Regions from separate parts of the Rattus norvegicus genome. Here region 2 is linked to region 1. Evidence: chromatin contacts called from public Hi-C data. All regions are on one chromosome and are shown on one strand. The core of a region is the stretch at or near the end of the contact, and the rest is flanking DNA. Distances in the headings are between cores, read along the strand shown. Region 1 has its middle 24 kb from the start of Tpra1. Region 2 holds the start of Plxna1 (plexin A1).

Evidence for each region. Hi-C and Micro-C count contacts between places; a contact is called where the count stands out from the background.
Region 2: a Hi-C map of the A7r5 cell line shows a contact between it and region 1, with 9 times the contacts expected there. The contact joins the promoter of Plxna1 here to the enhancer-like site in region 1. A contact is called at or near these places in 11 of 12 Hi-C or Micro-C datasets (the A7r5 cell line, the Rat2 cell line, Schwann cells and 6 more).

What each region holds. Positions count from the first base shown.
Region 1 is chr4:122,942,755-122,947,421 of GRCr8, reverse strand. No RefSeq gene overlaps it. Among named protein-coding and RNA genes, the nearest start is that of Tpra1, 24 kb to the right of the region's middle. Within about 2 kb of position 1,296, at least 53 of the 93 cell types and tissues checked have an H3K27ac peak or open chromatin away from gene starts, as enhancers often do. A contact at or near this core is called in the A7r5 cell line, Schwann cells and kidney, where this site is marked.
Region 2 is chr4:123,337,519-123,342,267 of GRCr8, reverse strand. Plxna1 (plexin A1) reads left to right here and starts at 2,136. Exons shown (of 32, transcript XM_002729398.6): 1 at 2,136-2,268.

The DNA.
Region 1 (4,667 bases), core at 47-2,546:
CCCCTCCCACCTTCTCATCCAGTCTTTTTATTTGCCTGTTATCTGTGATTTCTAATAGAACACAAGCTCAGAGGACAGGGGCCCTGTCTATTCCATGCACCACCAGAGCCTTGAGCCTAGAGTGTGTCTGGCACATAGTAGGTATTCAGCAAACACCTACTATGAATGAACAACTGCAGACTAAGAACAACAGGCTGGAAGAGGGCTGCTGCGTCAAAGTCAGGGTCCAGCCAGGGTCAGCCCCGGCTCTGAGCAGCATCCATTCAGGTTCCATGCGTTGTCAAGCCCCTGCCTTTGTGACCCGTCCCCTCCCATCAGCCCTCCTCAGGCAAAGAAGAGGCCAAGAGGTCACGGGTCTCCTAGAGACACAGTGGGGGTCTCTGTTCAATGGGAAGCTTTGTGACACCTAATCACCCTGTTCCTGATGGAGGATGCCTGTCACTGGGGTGATCCTCAGTAGCCCAGCTAGCCTAATAGAAAATTAGCATGGCTGCCAGAGAGGACAAAGAGGCAGAGCCCAGCCCTGTACTCCCTCGGCTGCTTCCGCTTCGGAAAGCCTGGTCACTCACGGGACTTAGACAGAGGAGGCCTTGAGAACTAGCACAGATGCAGGTGCCCTGCTGTACTTGTGGAGGGAACAAACAAGGGCCCAGCCGCTCTGTGGATGGACCCCCTCTGTTTGGTGCTCTCCTGCGCATGCCTGTGCTGTCCGGTCTTTTGTTTTGAATGTGGACTTTGTTTGCAACAGAGGACACACGGAACACAGAACTTGGAAAAATGGGTCTACAGTGGAAAGAATCCTGCACCTGACTCCCACCCCCCAAAGATAAGCACCGCCCACTGAATCCTTGCAAGATTTCTCTACGTGTACAGAGAGGTGTGGACACACACATACACACACACACACACACACACACACACACACACACACGCACACACGCACATGCACACACGTGCACGCTAAGCTTGGCTCTGCTTGTTATAGCTCTCCACTCTGGAGACTGTTCCTCATCGGAACTTATCTTGAACTCCTGCGGTTCTCCCGGAAGCCCTGTGTGTCACTTCACAGTGAATCCCCTCCTGTTGGCCATGGAGGGAGCTTCCAGCTTCGGCTTACAGGTGATATCTTGATGTGCCAGTCTTCACACAGTCCTCATTCCGCAAGCTGCCTTTCTTTTTCCGCTCAATAATAAATGATCCTTATCTTCCCGGGTAAACAGCCCTGCCATTCCTTTGAGAGCTGAATAGCAGGCCATTGTGCTTTCTAGCCAAAGCAGATGTAACCACTCCCTCGCTGGAGTCTAGACTGTTGCCAGCATTTTGTTATTACAGGCTGCTCTGCAGGGACATTCCTTCAAGCTAAGCCTTGGCACACGGCCTTAATTCTCTCCTCGGCCATGTGCCCAGAGATGGAATTTATAGGTCAAAGGGTGTATTTTTTTTTCTTCTGTCTTTTTTTTGTGTGTGTGTGCCACATTTTAAAATCCTTTGAAGTAAGTGTGTGTGTGTGTGTTTGTGTCTGTGTGTGTGTGTGTCTGTGTCTGTGTCTGTGCCTGTGTTTTTGTGTTTTCTTTTGGGCTGGAGGTTTCTGTAGGTGCCCTCAGAGCTTCCCTGTGGTTTTTGCATAATGGGCTATGAATGCTTTCTCTCCCTGCCTCTAAAATTGCTCAGCCATATCCTGTTCCTGCCTCATGGGTGGGAGCAGACATAAGTCTTTCCCCAGCCTGGAAGCTTTTCCCCTGAACAAAATGTGGATCACTAGAGTTCCTGACTGACGTGGGCAGCCAGGGTGGAAAGCAGAGTGAGTGGTGTGTCTATAGCCACAGCTGCTCAGAGGCTGGGTTGGCCTGAGACCTGGGACAAACATCTCACCACTAAGGAAGCATTACCCAGACTGGAGCTGAGGAGCCTGATTCAAAAACTAGAGGGCAGAGTTCCAGGCCAGCCTGGTCTACAAAGGGAATTCCTGGCAAGCCAGGGCTACATAGTGAGATCTTGTTTCATACAAATGAACAAGAACAAAAACGAGAGCTCTGTGTGTTCAAAGGCTTCAGGTCAGTTAAGACCAAAGTGTTTTCCTGATTAAAGAGATGCTGGAGATGGGCCAGCTCATCACCAATGGGCCTGACTTGATACCTTGGCCATTATGAACATTACTAGGCCCACTGGCCAGACTAGGTCTGAGGGTTGACTTGGGTGTCTCCTATCAGTGTCACTGCCATGGGCTGGAGGTGTTGGAGCCATTAAAGGAAAAGAGTCACCTTCTCCCTGCACTCTCTGGCCTTCTAGTTGCTTGGGTGTTCTATGCTCAAACACAGATTCCCAATAACACTGTGGCAACCCTCCAGTCACCGGGTGGATAGCTGCAATAGTTCTGAGAAGCCTGAGACAGAGGAGGAGACCCCGCTGACCCTGGAGTGCTGGGATGGTGTTGGGCACTGTTAAAAATCACTCTTATTGTTAATTATAAATTCTCTAGGTTCTTACTGTAAGCACACCCCTCTGACGTTCATGTTCCTGCAAATAACAAAGGCACTGGGGGGAAGAGGGGCAATCTGACCCCCTAATTAGCAGCTATTAGATTCTCCTTAGCTTCTCTGAGCAAAAGGACTATCAGATAGTCAGACAGATTACTCTTATGCCTCGAGGAAACTACACAACAATTGCAGCTGATTGCTGCAGCTCATGAAAGTTGTAGCCTACTCAAGGCTCTTTTAGTGTAAGATTTTTGTTATTACCAGTCTTGGTGAACTCTAAATAACTTCTTCCAGTGGTCTTGCAGGGAGAGACTGCTGTGATTGGTGGCAAGAATAAAGGCTGTGAGTGACCGAAACACAAACCTCCCTGACTGTAATTGGAGGGGAAGGAGGTGGGCTGTGGTTGGCACAAACCCAAACCATCATTTACATGTGAGGCTTGCTGCAATTGGTGTAAATACAAACGTTTATCTGTATGTGAGGCTTGTGGTGACTGGTGCAAACACAAACCATCATTTGCATGCAAGGCTTGCTGGGATTGATCACGCCTGAGAGGTGTGTGATCCGTGTACTCACCTCTCTTCAGGTTTTAGAAACAGGATGCTCAGCTCGCTTGACTCAGTGCTAAGAGAACAAAAAGTGTGTCCCAATATGGTGGCTCCTAGTGCCAAACTGTCCTGAGCACCCACTCAGGGCTGTTGACAAAGCCAGGGCTTGCTTCCACCTGGCATATTCTGAAGACCCTTTGTGAGCAGCATCCCAAGAAGCTCGCTTGGATTCAAGAAGTGGGCAGAGGACACACAGCTTCTATAGTCTGATGATGCTGCCCTGTGGACTCTCATCCTGGGTTGTTTCACTTTAGCCCCATGGGGCTAAATGGTGATTATGTCCTTGGTGACCCTAAAAGGTTTTGCTCTCCAAACTCCTTTACTTTCTGAAACATTGAGGACCTCAAAGAACTTGGTGTCCATTCTTACCGTCCACAGTTACCTCATTGTTAAAGTGACCCTTAAAATTTATGGCACTTTCCTTTTTGTTTGAGAAAATGGTCCCATGTAGACCAGACTGACCTCAAGCTGGTCATGTAGCTGAGGCCAATTTTGAACTCTTTTTTCTTTTTTTCGGAGCTGGGGACCAAACCCAGGGCCTTCAAGCGCTCTACCACTGAGCTAAATCCCCAACCCCTGATCTTGAACTCTTGATCTTCCTGCCTGCCTGCAGCTCCCAAGTTCAGAGATTACAGGAATGGCTCATTCCAACTAGTTTAAAGTTTTGTTTTGGTTGGTTTTGTTTTTGTTTTTTGTTTTGTTTTGTTTTGTTTTGTCACTGAGGCAGGGTTTCTCTGTGTAGCGTTGGCTATCCTGGAACTCACTCTGTAGACTAGGCTGGCCTCAAACTCAGAGATCTACCTGTCTCTGCCTCCTGAGTGCTGGTATTAAAGGCATGTGCCACCACCACCTGGCAAAAGACCTTTAAAAAATAATTTTAAATTACATTTTTAAAAAAATTATTGTGTGGGGTTGGGGATTTAGCTTAGTGGTAGAGCGCTTGCCTAGCAAGCGCAAGGCCCTGGGTTCAGTCCCCAGCTCCAAAAAAAAGAAAACAAAAAACAAAAAAAAATTATTGTGTGTGGGCACACATACTGTGGTGTATGTATAGAGGTCAGAGGACAGCCTATAGGAGTTAGTTCTTTCCTTCTGCCATGTGGGTCCCTGGGACCCAGCTTGGTAGCAGTCACCTTTACCTGCTGATCTATCTTGATGAGCCCTAAAATAGACTTTCTAAAAATTATTTTGGTGACAGTCATACTTACGTAGTCCAGGCTGGCCTTGAATTTACAATCCTCCTGCCTCAACCTCTCAAATGCTAGGATTGCAGATGTGTTACCACACCTAGCCGGAGAGACTTTTAAAGAACATGCACACACTCATGCAGGAACCTGTAGCTTCCAGAGCTATGATATCCACACACACTGTGCCTAGAAAGTCCTACTGGACATCAATGAAAGAATGAGAAGGCAGGGGTTGTCTTACATTGTTTAAAAATAGTTCTGATCTCAAGAACTCAGGACTCCAGTTTGAGAATTCCTGATCTGTGTCATGTCCCTGCTTCAAAATCTTCGGGGACTGTTAAAACCACTGGGAAGCAAAGGGTGGCACGGGTGACATGTGTGTGCTGTGACCACAGTGA
Region 2 (4,749 bases), core at 887-3,386, 390 kb before region 1:
CCTTGCTTCTGGGAGTCCTCCTCTCCTCTCCAGTTCCTGCAGGGAAGTGACCCCCAAGGGGGAAACCCAGAGGGAGGAGCCCTGGCAGCAGCAGTCACAGCAGCTGTGCTGACTCACTTCCTCTCTAAAATGTGGTTAAGAGCCCTAAAGCTGCAGACCCAGGTTCAATCCCAGCTTTTCTATGGTCACTGGCTTTCTTCTTCTGCTTCTGGGGACTCAGTAAGGCCACATAAAAATGAGCTGAGACATCAGCAGAGGCCCACAATGCAGCTGAGAGGAATCTGTGGAAACTATTAGCATCAACTAGTCCAAAGCAATAGCCCCTAGCTGGTTTTCATCCAGAAAAAGGGTTGTAGAGGTCATCTATCCCGTCCTACGGGATGGTAGCCTTCTTCGTGTTGATTTGCTGTTTTTCATGTGTTCTGGACACCTATCCACTGTGTGTGGATCACAAAACAGGAAGAGCTTCGAGTGCCTACCTAGCTGTACTTTGGAAGACAGGTTGGCAAAGGCAGGTGTGGGCAAAAGTAGACTGGAGCCAAGGAGCAGAAGCAGCTCAGGGAACAGCTGGATAGGCCCATCCCCAGTGTGCTGTGGCTTTCACACTGTTACCTCTCCAAAGTGTTGCAAGTGGACTACCAAATCTGTGAGGAGGTGAAGCTGTGGACTGGACAGCATAGCCAACTATTGGAAGGAGACATATCAGCTCTGTACCAGGTGTGCAACTGCGAAGCCCATGGTTTGAACGGCACCTCTGGGCTAGGTTGCAAGCTCTAGGGAGCGTGGGCAGGACACACGGCCTGTGCAGTCTCTGTCTACCCCATTTGTACAGTACAACAGAGATTTGTACGTTCAGTATATTTGTAGTGCCTGTGGAATCAGATGGTAAATGTAACCGTGGGAGAAGGGTCTCACCACCATTCAGAAGCATAGAGAACCAGCGCCTATTCTCAGCCTGGCAAAATCAAATCATAACCTTTCCCACTGTTGCTGATATTTCTTCACCATGCGGAGGGGTGGGTTTCACTGGGGAAAACCAAGTTTGCAGCGTCTGCTGAAGCTAGAGACCTAACTACCAAGGTCTAGAGTGGGGAATCCCAGTCCAGTAGCAGAAGGGAGGGTTGATTATCCAAAACGGTCCATGCCACACAGTGAGAGCAAAGACTAACCACAGAACCCTGCATTCCTATCAGAGAGGATGGTGGGATACCATTTCTATAACATCCCCAAACAAGCTACACAAAAGAATATGTCATTCAGGGAGACAGAATATAAACGGTCACACCCAGAGAAAAGCCAGGCAAGGATGAGCACAGGGAAAGAGTTTGATGGCTGCCTGGGAGAGGATTGAGTAGGGACAATGGGCCTTACCGGGTGAGCTGCACTGGGTCCCCAACAGGCTGTGCCTAGTCAGCGCTCGCCCCCCGCCCCCCCACGACCACCTTTTCTGGTTGCTCTGTTGTGTTCTGCGTGCAGCTGCATGCTTTGGTCTGGATACCTTGCACTGGGTGGCCTTATTTAGAAAGATTCTCTAGGCGACCCAAACCTGGCGCACCCAGCTCTGCAGGCCACCCCCGCGCCCGCGGTCGGCCCGGCGAGGTCTCTTATCTTTCTGGGGTAGTTCTAACACGCACAGCTGCAGAACCGAGTACGGGACGGGACAGTCGTCCCCTGAGCTTAGGCATCCTGGCACGCACCACCGCCTGGGGCCCGCGGCACCTAAGCGATCGGTGCGCAGGCCGAGATGAGCAATAGGACCAGGGCAAGTGCTTCCTCTGGACTCAGTTTACCCTTCCGTGGACGAAAGCTGTATTTCCAGTCTGTGCTCGTCGTAGAGTGCACCGACTCCTGGGACCACCCGGACCACCTCACCCACCCCTACCCTAGTCCAGAGTTTTAAGGCTGATGTGGCCATCGCCCTTTGAAGGCAAGCGGTGGGGCCCGGCGAGCGCGCTCTCGCCGCGGGCCCGAGCGCCCCCTGCCGGCCATCGCAGGTCCCGCCCCGCCCCCCGGCCCCGCCCCCGGCTTCGGCCGGCGCATGCGCGCGGCACGGCGCTCCGCGGGGCGGCGAGAGCGAGGCCGGTCCGCAGCCGCGCGGAGCTCAGCGCCCCATTCATGCTGGGCAGCGGCGACGCAGCCACGCAGCGGAGCGGAGCCCGGGCGCGGCGGCCTCGGCCTGGGCGGCCTGCGCGGCGTGGGCGGCCCCGCAGAGGGGCGAGCGGCGGGGCGCAACGATGGCCAGCGGCGGGACGCGCCCGGGGTTGGCGGGTGAGTCGGGGCGCAACTTTCCCCGCGGGCGGCGGGAGGCTCGTCGCGGCCCGGGGTCCCGAGTGGTCTGGGGGCGCTGGCGGTGGCCAGGGGGGTGTGCGCGGGGACTGCGGCGCGCGTGTCCGCGGCTGGCGTGTCCTGCGGTTCCGGCCGGGCGCCCGCGTGTGTCCGGGCGCGGTCTCCGCTATGGGCTGCCGCGTCCCGGCGGGTCGCAGCGCGTCCGGGGCCCTGCGATCCGGGCGGCGCAATGTCTGTGGCCGCAGTCGCGGCCCCTTCCTCCAGGCAGGAGAGAAAGTTTGCAGTGGCCCCGCGGGAAGGGCCCTGCGGGTGCCCATGTCGGCCTGTGTCGCGCCGGGTCCGACCGGGCCGCGGGTGGGGACGTGGGCCGCAGGCGAACGCCGCGCTGGGCAGGCCCGGGCAGGGCCGCGGGATTCGGGGCAGGTCCCAGGCTGCGCCTCGGGCCGGCCTGGGGCAATGGGGTGGAAGTTGCAAGGCTTCGTGGGGACCCCCGCCCCCTCCGGCTCCGGCGTGCGAGTGGGCGCCACAGCCAGCCCAGGCCCGCAGGCCCTCCACCCGGCTGCAAGGGGCGGTGCGGTGCCACCGGAGAGGACGCCGGCTCTGGCCTCCTCGGCCTCCCCCTGCGCAGGGCCTCCACGGGTCATTCCTTCCCTGGAGGTTTTCCCCCTTGCTTCCTGGACGGTCCCAGGCCTGGTGTGTGGCGAGGACGACGGCGGTGTTGGGCTGACTCTGGCTGCTGTGGGGAAGGGCGAGTGTAGCCTCCAGGGAGGCCCCTCTGCCTGCAGAGACCCCAGATGCAACCCTGGAAGGATATGAGAGGGCTTCTGAGAGGCTACTAGGTGCTTGGAGCTGTCTCAGTCTCATCTGTGGGGTGCTGGGGCCACGCCCCTTGAAAGAAAGGGGTGTGTTGGGGGGGATGGGAAGGAGCTGAGCCTCTGCCCCTCTGCCCCTCTGCCCCTCTGCCAGGCTCCTACCCCTGTCTCTGTCTCCTGGTGCTGCCTACCTCTTCCAGCAGGTGCTGCGGGTCTTCCGTCTCGGCAGGGTGGTGCTATCTTGTGCTTCTCCAGCCCTCCCGGAGCACCCCCAGTTTCCCAGGTCCCTTGCTTGTTGGGGTGAGCAGGAGGATGTGGTGCTGCATTATTAAGCGGGCCAAGAGTCTGCTGGGTTTGGGAAGCACTCAAGCCAGTGCCCTAGGCAGAGGTGCAAAGCAGGGTATCTGCTTCAGGGCTAAGCTGTCAGGCAGTGGGGAGTTGGCAGCTTGGAGCCCACCAAAGGTGTCTTCAGGCACAGAGGACAGCATGGGTGAAGGCTTGGGGTGTGTGTACAGTGTTGGCTGAGGAATGTGATTTTGGGTTTGGGACCAGACAAGATATGGTGGACAAAGCCACATCCCATGGAACTCCTTATCAGGAGTATGGGACCCCAGGGAGCACCTTTTCTGGAGAGCAGGACTCTGAAGCCTCCATGTAGAGAGTAAACCGTTGGAGACCAACTCCTGTGACCTCCCACAGGGTGGGGCAGGGTGACAAGGCAGGGAGATCCTTCTCTTGCAGCTGATGGGGAACCAGTAGGTGAGATGTCAGCAAGACCAGCCTGTCTACAGCCATAAGGCTCCAGCGCAGGACACAGGGAGCAAGCTGTCCTTCTGTGAGGGCTCTAAGGTCTTTGTTTCTGAGCAAGAACCATGGTGTTAACCAGGGTTGGGAGAGGGTCCACTGGAGGCCTGTTCCAGAGTGGCCCCTGGCTGAGTCCCCGAACCTGCAAGCCCTGCTTCTCTCTCCTGGTCCCTGCCGCACACACCCAGCACTACCGTGACCCTCCTGTTCAGCTTCTCACTTGTTCATTCTGGGGAAGCTGTGGCCATTTGTGCTAATCCCATCTACATGTCTAGCAGGCGTGTTCTCCATGTCATCCCACTGGGACACCCCCACCCCACCAGCATCCAGTGGACCTGGTTGTTCTAGAGCACATGGAAAGGTGTCACCTGAGAGTTTTTGTGAGCTACTGTGGCCAGGTGGCTCACAGAACCCAGAGCTTGTCTGTCTCTCCCCAGCCTAGCTCAGCACCCAGTATCAGGTCGACATCATTATCCGAGGGACCTTTGCTGGCCCCTGTACTGCCTGGGGTCTCCACAGCAGCTCTGGTTCCTTTCTCTCAGGGCTGGCTGTGTGACCTTGGATCTGTCTGAATCCTGAGTCTTCTTTCTATAGGGAGAAAGTAGCCCAGGCGTCTTTGCTAGTCTTTGTGCAGAGATAGGTGTAGGCTTGGGATCCCCTCTTTCCTGGCTGGCAGCCCTGTGCCCCCCAGGCCAATCCGTTCCCAGCAGCTTCTGTTGGGAGGCGGGGGAGTGGGCCCAGGGCCAGGCTGGAGTTTGGATGGTGGCTTCTTCAGCCAGGTCCCTCCTGTTTAATATAAAAAGTAGGGCCCGTAATTGCATTAAGACGTGTATAATTATCCCGGAGG